Linked DNA regions of Sus scrofa: region 2 is linked to region 1. A link is a contact called in public HiChIP or PLAC-seq data. All regions are on one chromosome and are shown on one strand. The core of a region is the stretch at or near the end of the contact, and the rest is flanking DNA. Distances in the headings are between cores, read along the strand shown. Region 1 has its middle 16 kb from the start of SNX9. Region 2 overlaps LOC106506439 (a long non-coding RNA gene).

Region 1 (2,816 bases), core at 4-2,503:
GACATTTGCAAAAGAATGGATGACCCTGGAGGACACTGTACTATGTAAAATAAACCAAACACAGAAAGACAAATACTGTATGAACTCACTTATAGGTGGAATCTAACCAAGTTGAGCTCCCAGGACCATGGAGTAGAATGGGCACTGCCAGGGGCTGGGAGGGGGTGGGATGGAAACAGGGTGATGTTTCGGTTATAAGAAGAATATGTTCTGGTGATCAAACGGAAGTCATGCTGACTATTGTTAATGATACTGTGTTGCATACTTGAAATTTACTAACACAGTAGGTCTTAAGGGTTCTCATCACATGCAAAGAAATGGTAACTGTGTAGGGTGATGAAAGTTTTAATTAACCTGATTGCAGTACGAATTCACAATGTATGCATATGTTAAATATTTATGTGGTACATCCCGAATGTAAATAATTTCCATTTGTCAATTACACCTCAATAAAGCTGGAAAATTTCTTTAATTTAAAAATAGAGCCGGGTAGTTATGCTGCAAGCCACACGGAAAGTCCTAAAGTTCCCGTCGTGGAATGAATCCGACTAGGAACCATGAGGTTTCGGGTTTGATTCCTGGCCTTGCGCAGTGGGTTAAGGATCCGTTGTTGCCGTGAGCTGTGGTGTAGGTGTAGCTGTGGTGTAGGCTCGGATCCCACGTTGCTGTGGCTCTGGTGTAGGCTGGCAGCTACAGCTCCGATTTGACCCCTAGCCTGGGAACCTCCATATGCCGCAGAAGTGGCCCAAGAAAATGGCAAAAAACAAAAAACAAAAAACAAAACAAAACAAAAAAAGAGCCAGGAAAACAAAGAACAAATATATCAACAAAAGCACAGGGTGAACAACACCACAAAATTCACAACAGATTTAAAAGACAAGTGGCATGTGATTAAAAAGGGAGTAGAGAGAATGTGATGAACAATTGATTTCAGAAGGAAAACATTGGAATTCCCACAGTGGTGCAGTGGAAAGTTGGGAGGTTGGGGAGCATGGCAGTCCCTACCAGGTCTTCTTCATCTGCCTGGCAGGTAGGGGAGGTGGGAAAACATTCATACCCACTTTTAGGGGGGCTGCACCCATGGGGTGCAGAAGTTCTGGGGTCAGGAATCGAACCAGCATCACAGCAGCAACTTGAGCCATAGCACTGACAACACTGGACCTTTAACCCACTGAGCCATCAGGGAACTCCCTTACACCCACATTCAACCCCTTGGCCTCATCTAATTGCCAGCAAGGCTGGAAATGCAGTCTAGCTCTGTAGTCGGGGGAAACAGGAAATGAGTCAACTCATAGTCTCTGCCATAATCACACACAGGGACCAAAATAGGATATGCCAAAACTGAACACATGACCCATCTCATGAAGTCTTCTTCTAATTTTACTCCCATCTCTCCATTTCCCATCCCGTTCATTCATTGAACTTATTTATACTCATGGAGAGTTCACTAAACTTTGATGGCAGGCAGCCTCTAAAACAGCCCCCAAATATCCCCTTCTCCTAGGACTCATTCTTCCATATAATTTCCTCCCCTTGCTGAATTTATGGAGTAGCTTCTACTGAATAACAGGGCCAAAGGGATGGGTGCTGCCACCGAGGTCATGGTATAAAACATCCGAGGCTTCCATCGTGGATGCTCTGTGGCTCTCCCTCTTGGATGCCAGTTGCTATGTCATGGGGTATCCATGTCTGTGGCAAGTGTTTCCTCCTGTGGTTTATAAGTTTTGTTTGTGAGCTCATTTTAAGATTTTTTTCTGAGGATGTCACTTGCATTTTTGACCAAGAAAATCTCTCTGGAGAATAGTTTGGATTTCTTCTTAGTCTGAGACGAATTTTCATGCTAAAAGTTTAGCTTGGAAATTTCCACACCATGGAGGTGTTGTAAATTTCACGTCCTCACCCCGGCTGGTGTAGCTTTGGAACTTTAATAGTTCCCAGGAGGTGTTTTTCCTCCCAGAACCCTGGGCAGGTACAGTTTATTGTTGTCTTCTTGGGAAAGCAGGGTGAGACTTTTAGTGAAAGGAGAGTTTTTATCATTTATCTGCTTTAATGAAAGGATAGTTCACACAGGGTCTTAGTTTATTTAAGGGTCTCGGTTCCATTCGTTGCCTCATGTGGGCCCAAGACTATATCTCCTGCTCTTGCTTAAAGTCCCACCCTAGAAGTTCCCGTTGTGGCTCAGCAGTAACGAACCCGATTAGGATCCATGAGGACACGGCCTCGCTCAATGGGTTAAGGATCTGGCGTTGCCATAAGCTGTGGTGTAGGTTGCAGATGTGGCTCGGATCCTGCGTTGCTGTGGCTGTGGTGCAGGCTGGCAGCTACAGCTCCGATTCAGCCCCTCGCCTGGGAACTTCTGTATGCCATGGGCATGGCCCTAGAAAGACAAAAAAAAAAAAAAAAAAAAAAAAATCTCCCCCTCGTCTTTGGGGCCTATATCAAGATCAATTCCTGCCTTCGCAGTGGAGTGAGACTTCAAGTTACAAGTTTCCCATTCTCCATGACACCTGGAGTTTTTGTCCCTAGCTACGCATTTTAAATCTTTTTGTTATATTTTCTCTAATGTTTCCACGTATTTGTGGACATCAGGTAAGGTGGGACTGAGCTCTGCGCTGGCTCAGTTTGCCACATTTCTAGAAACTGAGTTTTACATCTTTTGTCCTTCTAGACGTCACAGTTGAAGATTTTAAGCTGGAGAGGGACACGATCAAACTTCTTGTATAATAACTCTGGTAGATCTAAGAAGGAATTTTAGAAGAAAGTGTTTCTTGATAGAGGGTCCGTTAGAACGCCATGGCCAGAGTCCAGATTTAAAG
Region 2 (2,700 bases), core at 110-2,609, 39 kb after region 1:
TCTCTGACTCCAGCCTATCCCACGTGACTTACGATCATTTGGTCAGTAAATCTGACCCCTTCTACTTCCTAAAAAAGTCTGGAACCCTCCCTTCCTCCTTGTGCACCCCCACCACAGCTGTCTTCACAGATCCTAGAATTTCTCTCCTGGATTATGCAGAAAGCCCCCCACGGGTCTTGCCATCCAGAGACTTGCTGCATTCGAATCCATTCTCCGTAAGACTGACACGACAAGTCTGAAATTACATTTATGATATTGCTATTTTCCATATAAAATTCTCCCAAACACCCTCTTAGCTTTCAGAACAAAACCTACGCTCCTTGCAATGGTGCAAAGTCCTTCTGGGTGACCCAGGCCCTGTCCACCCCTTAGTCTGCTTGTCCCCATTCCTCTCAGGATCTGTGCTCCAGCTACAGGGACCTTTCTCAGGCCATCCCCTTGGCCTGGAATCCCTCCACCCACCCGCCCACCTCATCCCCATTCCTGCTCCTCCTACTCATCCTTCAAAACTTGTTCCGAGGCAGGTGTGCCACTGTGGTGGTGCCATAGGGCTGCTCCTGTCACCTCCTCCTGGAGGTGTTCACTGGCCCTCCCAGGCTGTATGTGGGGACTCTTTGCTCTGTCAAGGCTGCGTATGCAGTCATCATCTGTTAGTCTCTGTGCTCCTTTGAAAAGAGGCTCGTACAGGAGGGACCGTGTCTCTGAATCCCTGACCACGAGGAGGGTGCCAGGCTGCAGGAAGGGGTCCACAAACTCCTGTTGAATGCCTGAGTCAGTGGGGACTCGGTGAAGTGGCCAAGGGCGCAGGGCCTGCCCCTCCCGTGCAGCGCGGTTGAAGCATGTGGCGCCACCTTGTAGCTACTTCTGGAGTGTGAGGCTCCAGAGAGAAAAGGGATTGCCAAGCACCGGCGGGCACATACGTAACAAGGCATAGGTAACAAGTGGCAACTGTTACAATGACTATTTTTAGATTAAGTCGCTTCTATGTTTTACAGTTCATGTTTCTGGACTTCTTCCATCAATTTATTATCATCTTAATCTTCCTGATTTTTACTAAAGAAGTGGCACAATCATGAAGTTATAGGTATTTTTAACTGCTGGCTCTTGGGGATGGGGTTGGATCCTGTTGGGTGGGGCTTGGGTGTAAAAGATCCACTGCTGTTCCAAGGCTGAGTGTGGTGATGTGTGAGGTTATGCAGCACGCGCGCGTGTACACACACACACACACACACACACACGCTAAGTTTCCAGGGAAAGGCTGTCAAACCACCTGAATTAATGGCTCTTCCCAAGCTTTAGGTTGGAGACTGGCCTCATTTGCATATTGGCCCCACTTCCTTCACCGCTAAGATGCTCATCTTCGTTGCCAGCGCCCTCTGCTGGCCGCAGCCAGACCGCCCCGATGTATTTGACTATGTTGCCCCCTATGGATCAGGCTCAAGTTTCAATAAATATTTCCTCACTGGCTGGGGTATCTCCTACCTGTGCGCTGTTAGAACCTGCAGGGGTACCAAAGCAGCTCCTATCCTGAAGATATGATGGCCACGTTCAAGGAGCTAGAAACTTTGATAAGCTTGGCAAACTATACATCTGGACCCCAAACCAAAAGAACTCTATGCATGCAATGACATAGGGGTTATGGTACCTGCACAGAGATTGCATGGATCACACAAGGGACTGTGTTTATGTACAACTTTGCCATTTACAGAGAACTGCATCATATATTTCCTCATTTAACGGTGTCAACCACACTAGTGAGGATGGTATTGATAAAATATAACAGACCGACACGCTGGCCTCAGATGTGAATACCGACAATTGTCTTGTCAGTCAGCTGATGTTATTATGTCTTGTCGCAAAGATCACACATGAAACAAAGTCTAGTTTCAGAGGGAAAAAAAATCCCATGAGTCTGACTCACCAGCATCATTGTTTTGTAGCACCTGAGCTTTCTCCCCCCGCCTCACCAGGAACATCTGAGAAGATCAGTGTGAGACAGACAGATGCCATGACGAGAGGCTTCTTGTGGGGAATTTTCCATTTCTGTCTTGCAGCCAAGATCCTAGAAATTATGAAAGGGCATTTTCAGGATGAAAAGCATTTAGCTTTGTTTCTGCATAGGAGTGGAAAATCAAAATCATTCTGAAGGGGTGCGGTTTTTTGAAAGATGCAAGACAAATGTTTTCAAGCAAGTGCTTTTAAATGCCTCACATTCAAGCTTAAATCACAGTGGCTTTTGTCACACTATCATCTACTGGAGTGAGTTAAATCAAATAGTGTGAAAGGGTCTTTTTCTTCCTTTAATCTTTGACAAAAAAGGGCAAACTCCAAAATTATGCCAGTCTATCAGTAGTCTCCATTGCCGCACCCCTTCAAAGAGAAATTGCCACAAACTCTTGAGCTGGTGTTTTTCTATCCCAGATGCACTCTCTTCCCCATCAGAAATGACTAACACTCAGGAATATGGTTCCAAGAGAGGCCACTAGGAAAGAGAGACAACAGAGGGAGAGAATTTCTCCCTGGAGATTGTGAAATACTTTTTCAGGAGGGAGACCATGCTTCTGAAGATCCCCCAGCTTCTTCTTGCATCCTGAGGGCCAGGGCTGGGTCACACATCTATTTCATGTCTATTGCTAAATGACCCAGTGGGGAAATGGGGTACCTACGGTAAGTGGCGTGGATGATTCTCTGGGGGTAGAA

The links. HiChIP or PLAC-seq counts read pairs in DNA pulled down with a chosen protein or histone mark.
Region 2: a contact with region 1 is called in an H3K27ac HiChIP or PLAC-seq map of alveolar macrophages. The contact joins two enhancer-like sites. A contact is called at or near these places in 10 of 47 Hi-C or Micro-C datasets (blood, brain, embryonic fibroblasts and 5 more) and 2 of 2 datasets of contacts at active chromatin or transcription factors (alveolar macrophages and skeletal muscle).

What each region holds. Positions count from the first base shown.
Region 1 is chr1:9,253,903-9,256,718 of Sscrofa11.1, forward strand. No RefSeq gene overlaps it. Among named protein-coding and RNA genes, the nearest start is that of SNX9, 16 kb to the left of the region's middle. Within about 2 kb of position 1,254, at least 13 of the 83 cell types and tissues checked have an H3K27ac peak or open chromatin away from gene starts, as enhancers often do. A contact at or near this core is called in alveolar macrophages and retroperitoneal adipose tissue, where this site is marked.
Region 2 is chr1:9,293,137-9,295,836 of Sscrofa11.1, forward strand. LOC106506439 (a long non-coding RNA gene) reads right to left here. Exons shown (of 5, transcript XR_002342376.1): 4 at 1,922-2,062. Among named protein-coding and RNA genes, the nearest start is that of SNX9, 55 kb to the left of the region's middle. Within about 2 kb of position 1,360, at least 8 of the 83 cell types and tissues checked have an H3K27ac peak or open chromatin away from gene starts, as enhancers often do. A contact at or near this core is called in alveolar macrophages and retroperitoneal adipose tissue, where this site is marked.